Regions from separate parts of the Mus musculus genome. Here regions 2 and 3 are each linked to region 1. A link is a contact called in public HiChIP or PLAC-seq data. All regions are on one chromosome and are shown on one strand. Each heading gives the region's core, a stretch centred on a gene start, on an enhancer-like site or on the middle of the called end of the contact. The rest is flanking DNA. Distances are from core to core; before and after follow the strand shown. Region 1 overlaps Ttc27 (tetratricopeptide repeat domain 27). Region 2 holds the start of Rasgrp3 (RAS, guanyl releasing protein 3). Region 3 overlaps Rasgrp3 (RAS, guanyl releasing protein 3).

What was found. HiChIP or PLAC-seq counts read pairs in DNA pulled down with a chosen protein or histone mark.
Region 2: a contact with region 1 is called in an H3K4me3 HiChIP or PLAC-seq map of bone marrow-derived macrophages, with 4 times the contacts expected there. The contact joins the promoter of Rasgrp3 here to the enhancer-like site in region 1. A contact is called at or near these places in 14 of 39 promoter capture datasets (the 3T3-L1 cell line, 3T3-L1-derived adipocytes, the C10 cell line and 9 more), 1 of 484 Hi-C or Micro-C datasets (cortical neurons), 2 of 115 datasets of contacts at active chromatin or transcription factors (bone marrow-derived macrophages and pancreatic cancer cells) and 1 of 9 other capture datasets (liver).
Region 3: a FOXA1 HiChIP or PLAC-seq map of pancreatic cancer cells shows a contact between it and region 1. The contact joins two enhancer-like sites. A contact is called at or near these places in 1 of 484 Hi-C or Micro-C datasets (bone marrow-derived macrophages) and 1 of 115 datasets of contacts at active chromatin or transcription factors (pancreatic cancer cells).

The regions. Positions count from the first base shown.
Region 1 is chr17:74,817,892-74,820,917 of GRCm38.p6, forward strand. The region is part of intron 13 of Ttc27 (tetratricopeptide repeat domain 27); the gene reads left to right. Among named protein-coding and RNA genes, the nearest start is that of Ttc27, 100 kb to the left of the region's middle. Within about 2 kb of position 1,555, at least 48 of the 459 cell types and tissues checked have an H3K27ac peak or open chromatin away from gene starts, as enhancers often do. A contact at or near this core is called in the HPC-7 cell line, bone marrow-derived macrophages and pancreatic cancer cells, where this site is marked.
Region 2 is chr17:75,434,392-75,437,682 of GRCm38.p6, forward strand. Rasgrp3 (RAS, guanyl releasing protein 3) reads left to right here and starts at 1,514. Exons shown (of 17, transcript NM_001166493.1): 1 at 1,514-1,777.
Region 3 is chr17:75,503,876-75,506,902 of GRCm38.p6, forward strand. The region is part of intron 9 of Rasgrp3 (RAS, guanyl releasing protein 3); the gene reads left to right. Among named protein-coding and RNA genes, the nearest start is that of Fam98a, 47 kb to the right of the region's middle. Within about 2 kb of position 1,351, at least 22 of the 459 cell types and tissues checked have an H3K27ac peak or open chromatin away from gene starts, as enhancers often do. A contact at or near this core is called in pancreatic cancer cells, where this site is marked.

The DNA.
Region 1 (3,026 bases), core at 305-2,804:
TTAACCACTATTTGCCAGAACACACATTTTCCAGTACTTCCAAAAGCCCCTGTTCTTTCTACTGGAGTAGCCTTGCCCTTTATGTAGGGAAACAGTAACAGCTGAGCAGTTTTATCCCTTGCATTAATTTGTACCTCCTTTTTCATATATATCATAATTTGTTTATCTTTCTTGCTATTCCCACTTATAATACCTGGGTGCACAATAAAATTTCCCAAGATTCCTACTATCCCTGAAAGTAAAGGATCATAAACACCAGTGGTTAGCCTGTAATATTGAAATTTGGGGGGTAGTGTAAGAGATGTATCTTTGGCAAGATCCTGAGCTGCATCTATAAGATCAGAAATACTTAGTTTTGATCTTCTTGTCCACTTGGTATTTCCTGGCTGACCAAAGGAAGATGGCTCTTATTGTTTGCTCCAGGGTCTCAAACTGAAAGCCCGCTCGGTTCGTTTCCCAACTGTAAGGTTATGTCTTATGAATATCTTGGACCTACAATCTTTAGACCAGTGTTTGCCCTTTCTACAGTGGCTACAATACCCTGGAAGCTTTTGTGTTTCATAGCAGCCAGAACCTCCTTATTCTTGTCTATGAATGCCATATTCTCCAGACTTAATGCACTTGCTATTTTGAGACCTGAATCTTTTATTTTTACAGTTTCTTGAAATGACCAAATTCATTACAAAGCACTGGGCATTTTGGTTCCTATAACATTGGCATGGTGCTCCTGAAGGCCAGCACCAATTGTCTCTCTTATCCATTTGTGTATTGGTGCTCCTTGTGCTTTCAATGGACTGACTGACCTCTTACATTTAATATTTGCATTTTCAAATGCCAAGATCTCTGTCAATGTACTCTCTGGTTTCAGGGTCTGATTTGGTCTGTTTATAGCTGAACCTGATCTGTAAGAAGTCAATAAAGGCTTCCCCAGGGCCATGTATTACCTTAGTGAATGAGATGGATTGTCCCCCTGGCTGCTCAGTCACATCCCAAGCTCTTAACGCAGCAACACAACATCGTCAATTATGACATCATCAGATCAGATTTGTACAAAGCCTGGGAAAGCTGAAAGTACCTGTGCAGCCCCAAGCACATGCTCTGGCAGTGCACTTGTCTGGATACTAACCTGTCCCTGTAGTGCCTCTTGCTCTTCCTCAACCCTTGTCTCATGGAGGTGCTCTGGGCACCTATAAGTCAAAGTGCATGGGCAGGGCAAGGTTGTCTTCTAGCCTAGTTTGCTTCCCTCTCTCATCGTGTGGTAAATTTCTGTCTCAGACACCAAGCCGAACAGTGGTGTTGTTCTCCTCTCACTGGCTCTTTTTGCTTTCCAAGCACTTCAGCCTCTGTCCACACACTCTAAGTGCATAGCCAACCGTGCAATCCTTTCTAACCCAAGAGAATTGACTGAGCCTTCTGAGTTTTCAGCTTTCCCCATAATCTTTTTCAAAATGGTATGCATGAAACCTATGAACCAAAACCAGAGAACCCCCTCCAGGAGCAAGGCAGGAAACAACCCAGTGGCAGTTTCTCTTATTTTGCCATCCTCCTTACACAACATTGCTAAGCCATCAAAACTTGCCTATTCCTCTATACAAGAAGTAGCAGAGTTACCCATTATGCCTAGGCCATGTTGAGTGCCACCTGTATTCTTAGATTTTTCAAAACCTACTTTAGTTGGGGTTCTTAAATATTTCAACCTCCCTTCTAGCCCACTGATCAGAGGTAGGGGATAAAAAAGAAGGTTAAAATAGCAAAAGAGAATTATAGACCTGTTTAGTAGTTCATTGAGGCAGTTCCACTCTTTGTTGTCAGGATACCAGCAGTCCAGTTCAGTAGCAAACACCAAACACAAATCAGTAGTGGTGACTCAGTCCAACATAAACAGCAAGGCTTAGCTGAATCAGGATGAGTCAGTAGAAGTGGCCAGAATCAGCCAGAATACCACAAGAGGTTCTTTGATGCATTTCTCTCTACAAAGCAAAGTCTAAAGAAGACCAGTGAAGAAGTGAAGTGTCACACAAATAACAATGCAAGAGCATATCTCTCTCACTGTCTGTGGGATTCTATTTATATTCTTTCTAGGCATCACGTGCTCTCTCAAGTGTTTGTTTTCAGTAAAATATCACAAGATAGCTTCCCAAAAAAGTCACGTGACATGACTGAGTTGTTAAAGAAACCAGAAATTTCTACTTCAGTAGTCCCTTAGCCAGGGCTGTGGATTCACTTTAAAGGGAGGAGACAGTGCTGTGTCTCCTAGAGGCAATGCTGCAAGTCCTGGTTACACATCAGACTTAAAAGACTTGGCAGGGAGAAGGCGGATATAAAACTTCTCAAGTGGTTCATATATTAACATGTTGAAGCAGTCTCATTTTGGATATCTAGAAATAAATATTATTAAACTTATAAAAAGTGTAGCCACCAGAGCAGGTAATGAAGCTAAGCTCTTTCTTACCCACCTGACAGCTCTGGGCTAAGTCGTAGTAATTTTGGAGCTTAAAGAATTCAGCTGTATTTTGAGGACTTGTGTGAAAGTTTTGAGGCATCTTGACTCATTTATTTAATATATATTGTATTGGTGCGTGTGTGCCGCGTGTGTGCTCGCGCAGTGTGTGTGTGTGTACGTGTACACCTGTACTCGAGCACACATGCATGTGTGACTGACTTAGCATGCATGTGGAGATCAGCAGACAACTTGCAGAAATTGGTTTTTTCTTTCATCTTTAGGTACATCCCTTGTCATGAGTATCAAGATGGCTAGCTTACAAAGCTGCCCGGCTATGCGGGCTGTGCGTCTAATAGGCTTGTAGACCTTAGATGTGTTTCCCCACAGCTGGATTTTTTTTTTTTTTTTTGACATGGGTTCTGGCCATCAAACTCAGGTTAGGTTGTCTGGTTTGTGGGATAAATGCTATTACTTGCTGAGCCATCTCACTGGCCCCATCAGTCATCATTGATAATGGGCATTTAAGTAATAATTTAAAAACAAAGTAAAAGACATGCTAAGCATTGTCCACAGTTCTTCAGAT
Region 2 (3,291 bases), core at 264-2,763, 620 kb after region 1:
CAACAGCTAATAACGCTAGTTCCATTGGATTTGACATCTCTAGTATCCAGTGGCATTAGAACTCATGGGTGTGCCCCCCACACACACGTAATTAGAAGTAAAACAAATCTTTAAAAAATAATACAGACCAGTTTATACTTCTACTTACTATTACACAAATGGTTGTTTCTCTACATATCAGTATCAGAAGTTAGCAAAAGTTTTAGCTGCTCGTCTGTTATGTGGGAAAAAATGCTATTATTTTGGGGTTTGCTTGCATTGTCAATAATATGAGGGAATTTGGATTGCAAGAATGCAGAAAAGCTATGTCTGTTTTTCCCATTCATATTAGATTCAGAAGGTATATTCCTTTTTTCTTTTCTTTCTTTCTTTCTTTCTTTTTCTTTCTTTTTTTTGGTATTTTGACTCAAGAAATTCTCTACTTTTTCTCTTAAAGACTTTTATAATTCCTCTGCATGTGTGTGTGAACACACACACACACACACACACACACACACACACACACTGGAGGGGTCACTTTGTAGAGGCCAGAGGAGGGTGTTGGCACTCTCAGAATTGGAGTTACAGGCATTTGTGGGATGCTGGGCTTATTCTATGGGTACTGGAAAACACTTTCTAGCCCCTAGGGTTGCTAGCAAGTGCTTGTAACCTGCTGAGTCAGCTTTCCAGCCTCAACATATTTTTAAATGAAAGGAGAGAATGAGTCTGACATGGTGCTCACTTTGTAATCCTAGTATTTGAGCGGTGAGGCAAGAGGATCACGAGTTTGAGCCTAGCTTGGGCTGTGTAGTAAGGCATCGTCTAAACTGTCTGAGGAAAGGAAAGGAAGGGAAGGGAAGGGAAAGGAAAGGAAAGGAAAGGAAAGGAAAGGAAAGGAAAGGAAAGGAAAGGAAAGGAAAGGAAAGGAAAGAAAAAAATAAGACAGAAAGCAAAAGAACAGAACAGAACCAGGTCTTCCTCCTGGTATTCAGGCACCCCCCCCCCACTCCCACAAATTTGTCTTTCAGGAAATGAAGGATGCAGTGTGAATCTGCTCGTGGTAGTTTACACAGAAAATGCTATTATTTCTGAATTCAAGCTTCGCTGGTGGGAAGTGACAACTTCTAGTCAAGTAGAGACTGAGGGACCAGTTAAGTCACAACTCAATGGCTCACACTAAAGTTGAATTATTTAGGTTAAATTTTCTTCAGTGTGTTTACCAGTGCAGACTTGGAAGGAACACACACACACACTCATACATGCATATGTGTGCACATGCACACGTGCGCACACACACATGCACACTGTACACACACACACACACACACACCTAACACACACACCTCTGACTGCCTTTTGAAATCAAATACATTTCCTGCCTCCTCTTTCCTCGGTACTCACAGCAGCAGCTTATTTATAGCACAGGAAAGGGGAAAAAAACAGCGCTCCACTGGAGGCCGGAAAACTAAGTAGGGAAAGAATAGGAGGAAGTGGGCCTGCCATTTAGCCAAACAGCCTTTACTTCATTGAGCTCAAAGCCTAGCCCCTTCAAGGTAGTGGTTTGTTGGGCACGAATAGGCTTGCAAATCTCTTTCTTTCTTTCTTCTTCTTTTTATTATTTTGCTTTTCCTCTTCACTTATGAATTGGACTTGAGCAATGGAGGGGACAACAGCTCTTTCAGGGGGAGCCCAGCCATCTTGAGGGGTTCAGGCACCTTGAAGAGACTTTCAAGAACCTGGTGAAAGGAGGATCCACACCTCTTGTGAACTTCCACTGACTACATGACTGCGGATTCGGGTATGTGTCCCTTTTAAGTTTGCGTCTTGCTATTTCTCACGTTTCCTTGGCTTTGCTTATTGGGCACAGGCAATATTTGTGATCTGAGGGCAGGTCCTACTATAACTGTAACACGAGCTTTGCTTGTGTCTCTGAAGAGTAGCCAGCCGTCAGAGTCAGCAATGGCATCCTGAGCTTCTGGTAGCAAGTGTGTATTTTACGGAAGTTGTTTTCTTGTGGTGACTTCCTTAAATCTCAGCATCATCTATAATCTCCCTGACGGTCATTTTTGAAAACATCTGCCTGACACTATTTGTGCTTTGTGTCAGGCTGGTCAGTAATCTGTCGGTCACTTCTTTGAGGAATACTGGTTTAGAATATACTTAATAACCATGTCTTTAAACACAACCAAACCATTGCTGAAGTTATTTTGCTGAAATTTAAGTTTTGTGTACAGCTGTGAAGATGAAAATTCATCTGGTACAAAGTTTCCTTTCTTAATCAATCATTCTTAAACAATGATGAACTTCTAAAACATAAAGGCAACATCCAAGCCCTGAGCTTTTCCAGAGACAGGAATTATTCATAGCAATTATTTACATCTGAGTTTTTTTCCAAAACCTTTCTGCTGTATAAATTTTGAGGGTCTTGAAAAAATATCCTTGTGCTTAGAAATGGAAAGGTGGGAGGGAAATTAAATAAACCTAAAAGAGTTGATGATGCTCACAAAAACTTGGAAGGCTTCTGGGGACATGCCGAGGGACATCCCTTGGCATTACGTGAATGCTTTTGTTTAAATGATGAGCCTGTGTGCTTCCAGGGCAGATAACCTCCACCTTTGCGTGGTAATGACGCTTGATTGATGTCAGCACAGTGACTGACCAAGAAGTAGGCTCTGCCAGTTGTTGAGAAGGAAACAGGTTGCTTTTCTTTCTGCCTCTCCTTGCATGAGATTTGTGTGTTTAGAGTTTGCAGCAAGAAGATAGCAAAGTTAAAAAAGCAGAACTGTGAGCCCACCAGAACTGGTGCGGAGCCCGGGGCTTCCTTCTAAGTCATGGTGGCTCTCTTTGGCCCTTTTCTCTGCTGAAAGAATTTAAGTGGGTATTTTGTTGTTGTTGTTGTTGTGCTGTTTTATATTGTTTTTCTGACTAGAAATTTGTAAGTCATTCCATGGAAATAGGTTCACAGAGATATTTTTTTAAAAACACAGGAAAAGCATGACTGTTTTGTTTGTACTGTTTTGAAACGCTTTGAAGAGACAAAGGGAAACACAGTGACTCGAGATTTCCGTGAGAGAGCTAAGCAAATCACTCTCCACGTTGGTTTCCCATGGCAGCACGGTATTTCCAAAGTCAGTTCTGAACCCAAGTTGTTCTATTGAGCTACCACACACATGGCTCTGGGGATGGCGACCTCGCTCTCAATAACCCTGATTCTGCTATCGGTTGAACCTGTCCCTCCCAAAATTGTTAAACGTCTTTGCCAGCTGAGCAGACGCTTTGATTAAAGCTCTTCCTTCCTATGCAAAGGAAGAT
Region 3 (3,027 bases), core at 101-2,600, 690 kb after region 1:
GGCTGTCCTGGAACTCACTCTGTAGACCAGGCTAGCCTCGAACTCAGAAATCCGCCTGCCTCTGCTTCCCGAGTGCTGGGATTAAAGGCATGCGCCACCATGCCCAGCTCTGTCTTTATTCTTAATTTAAACTTTTTATTTCGTATTATATTTATGTGTGTGCATGGTAGGGGGAAGAAGAGGAAGAGAGAGAGAAGGAGGGGGAGGGAGAAAAAGAAGAAGGAGGAGCAGGGAGAGAGAGACTTGAGCATAACACAGCAATCATGTGCAGGTCAAAGGACAACGTCATGAGTTTGTTTTCTCTTCCTACCTGTATATAGATTCAAGGCTAAAACAGGTTGGTGTGTTTGTGGAAGGAGTTCCTTTTTCTGCTGAGTCGTCTTGCTGACTTCTTGCTTTTTTTGTTTTTGTTTACTTTTCTCTTGTTTTCATTTTTTTGTTGTTGTTGTTGTTTGTTTTAGACTGGGTCTTGTTTAGCTCAGGCTAGTCTTGAACTTGTGGCCCCTTGACCTCAATCTCCCAAGTGCTAGGGTTCTAGCCATGGGCCACCATGTGCTGCTTTTTAAAGAGTCTTTCCAGGGCATTCTTTGTTCTCTTCCAAAGCAGGAATGACTCTATTGTGCTTTATCCTGGGTTTTACATTCGCCTCAACTGCAGGAGGCTTTGCTCTGCGTTAGACTAACTATCTTTTTCTGTTCATGTGCTTTAGTTAGCACATGCCCAGCACCTTCCACAGTACCTGGCACAATTAAGAACTCAGGAGTCAGAGTGAATGCTCTGCTTAGGAGTGGTGAGTGTCAGACAAAAAGTCTGACATCCTTTTGTCAACTGCCACTCTATTTATTTATTTATTTATTTATTTATTTAGGCACTTGTAACAGATTGTTTGGGTGGTCTTCAGGTCTAGTGTTTAGACACAACAGGTGTATAAAAGATGACATCTTCCATGGTAACTTGGTTTTTGAGAAGGAAGGAACATAAACAAATTCTCTTATCCTTGCTTAAACAAGCAAAGGTACAATTTCCCCCTTTGGCTTCATAACAGCGCAGCATCTGAAACTCGGCTGCCGTTGATGAGCTGATGTTCTCTTTTGATGTCCATAGAAAATGAAAGCAATGACTCTTCTTAAGCTCTGGCAGCCTAAATTACTTAGGACTGCTGCGTTGGAATAGGAGCCTGGCTCCCAGACTTCACCCACTAACTGCAACTAAAGGATACACCCCTAAGTAGAATGGTAATATCAACTGTACTTTTAGTGTGACGTTGAAGTGGTCAAACCACAGATGTCTTGGGTTTGTGTGATTCAACAACGAACACAAAGATGTTCTCCAGTGGGGAACCACCTCACAATAACTCAAGCACCTGCATTGATTAATCATTTGCCATGTAAATATGTTTCCGTGAATCAGTGCCCAGGTTTCTAACCACAATCAGACTACAAACCACGAAACAGACAGATGATGTCTGAAGAGAAGAGCCAGTGTGGTCCGCAGTTTCAACTGTCTGCCTCCAGACTGTGCTTTTAACAGTTATGGTTATGAGTATAACTTTATAACACAGGTGCCTACATTTGGGCAATGTCTCCAACACCTAGAAGACAATGATAAAGCAGGGAAATTAAGTCAGTTTTAAGTGCATCAAGCAAGGGGAAGCTCTCGCCATGGTAGAATACTTGCCAGCATGCCCAAGACCCTGGCTCAGTCCCCAAACAAACAAACAAACAAACACAAAACCTACATGCACCAAGCTACATTATCAAGAAGATGTTTAGAAAAGTTCTGAAAAAAAATTTTAATGAAAGTTCAATGGTATAAACGGAAACCTGAATTTAAAAAATAAAAGCTAAGAAGCAGTTCTTTTTGGTTAGGAAAAGCAAATGAAAAAAAAAAAATAATGCCAGAGTATGCCCACCTCTTTTTTTTTAAGAGCACAGAGGGACAATGTAGAAGCTATTTAGCATCATATTTAAGTCTGCATAGCTCAGAGTGATAGCAAAAAATCGTAAGTGAGAAGTCTTGACCTCTGCCTTGAACCTGTGCTAGTCCATCTTAACTGTAGCTTTTTCTTCATGCTTCTGTGGTCATTCATGAGCTCTGCATTTCTACAACTCTAGAAATACAGGATGGCACAGCCATGAAAATAAGAAAACAGTTTTATGGCATTGGCCATGGCCCACCGACTCCCCTGGACAGCACAGACCTGCAGAGCAGTCACGACACCTAAGCCAGTTTCTTCGTATATCTAAGATCATCCTTGTCTCCCCACAATCAAGGAGGATGTCCATTACACGCAAAGGCACATTACGTTTTTTTCTGATGCCATGTGGAAGGCAATGTCCTCACCATGAGCCCTGAGGAAGCTTATGTGTCCACTAGAGTCTCGTGTCCACTCTATGAAGCACATGCGCGTTTGAATTAAGAACCACGTGACTGCAGCTGTCTGAGGCACAAGAGCGTGTCCACGAGCACAGCATTTAAGGGAGGAGTTCCTTTTTCTTCAGGTCAAGTGGCTGTGTTCTTTAGTGACCCATATATGCTTTAGCACGTTAAAAAAATAGAAAGTGAGAAAACTCAAGTTAATGAACAATCATTAAACACCTATTCTGTGCATCAGGCTGTCTGCCAATGCTGGAACTTTCCATGATCACTAGTTCTCCTGGCACCTTCCCCATCCATCTCCCTGGTAAATGCTCACATAGGCCCTGTAATAAATCCTGGGGGTTGGGGTGGGGAACAGAAAAATGCCATACCACCTCTGTCCCTTCCTTTCTCAAAAATAAAAGATGGAAGATTTATAAATGTCCCCAAAGTTTAAAAATGACCAACTCCTAGATACAAGGTTGGGGAACTCTCTCCCTTGGGTAAGAAATTACTCAGCATTTGTCACTATAACAAATACCCAGTATAAATCAATTTATTGAACGAAAAGGCTTATTTTTGGCTCTGCCTGTTAACAGTTGGCTTCGTTGCATTGGTCCTGTGGTAAGGCTGCATATCAGTGGGGCAGCACGTGGCAAAACAAGATCA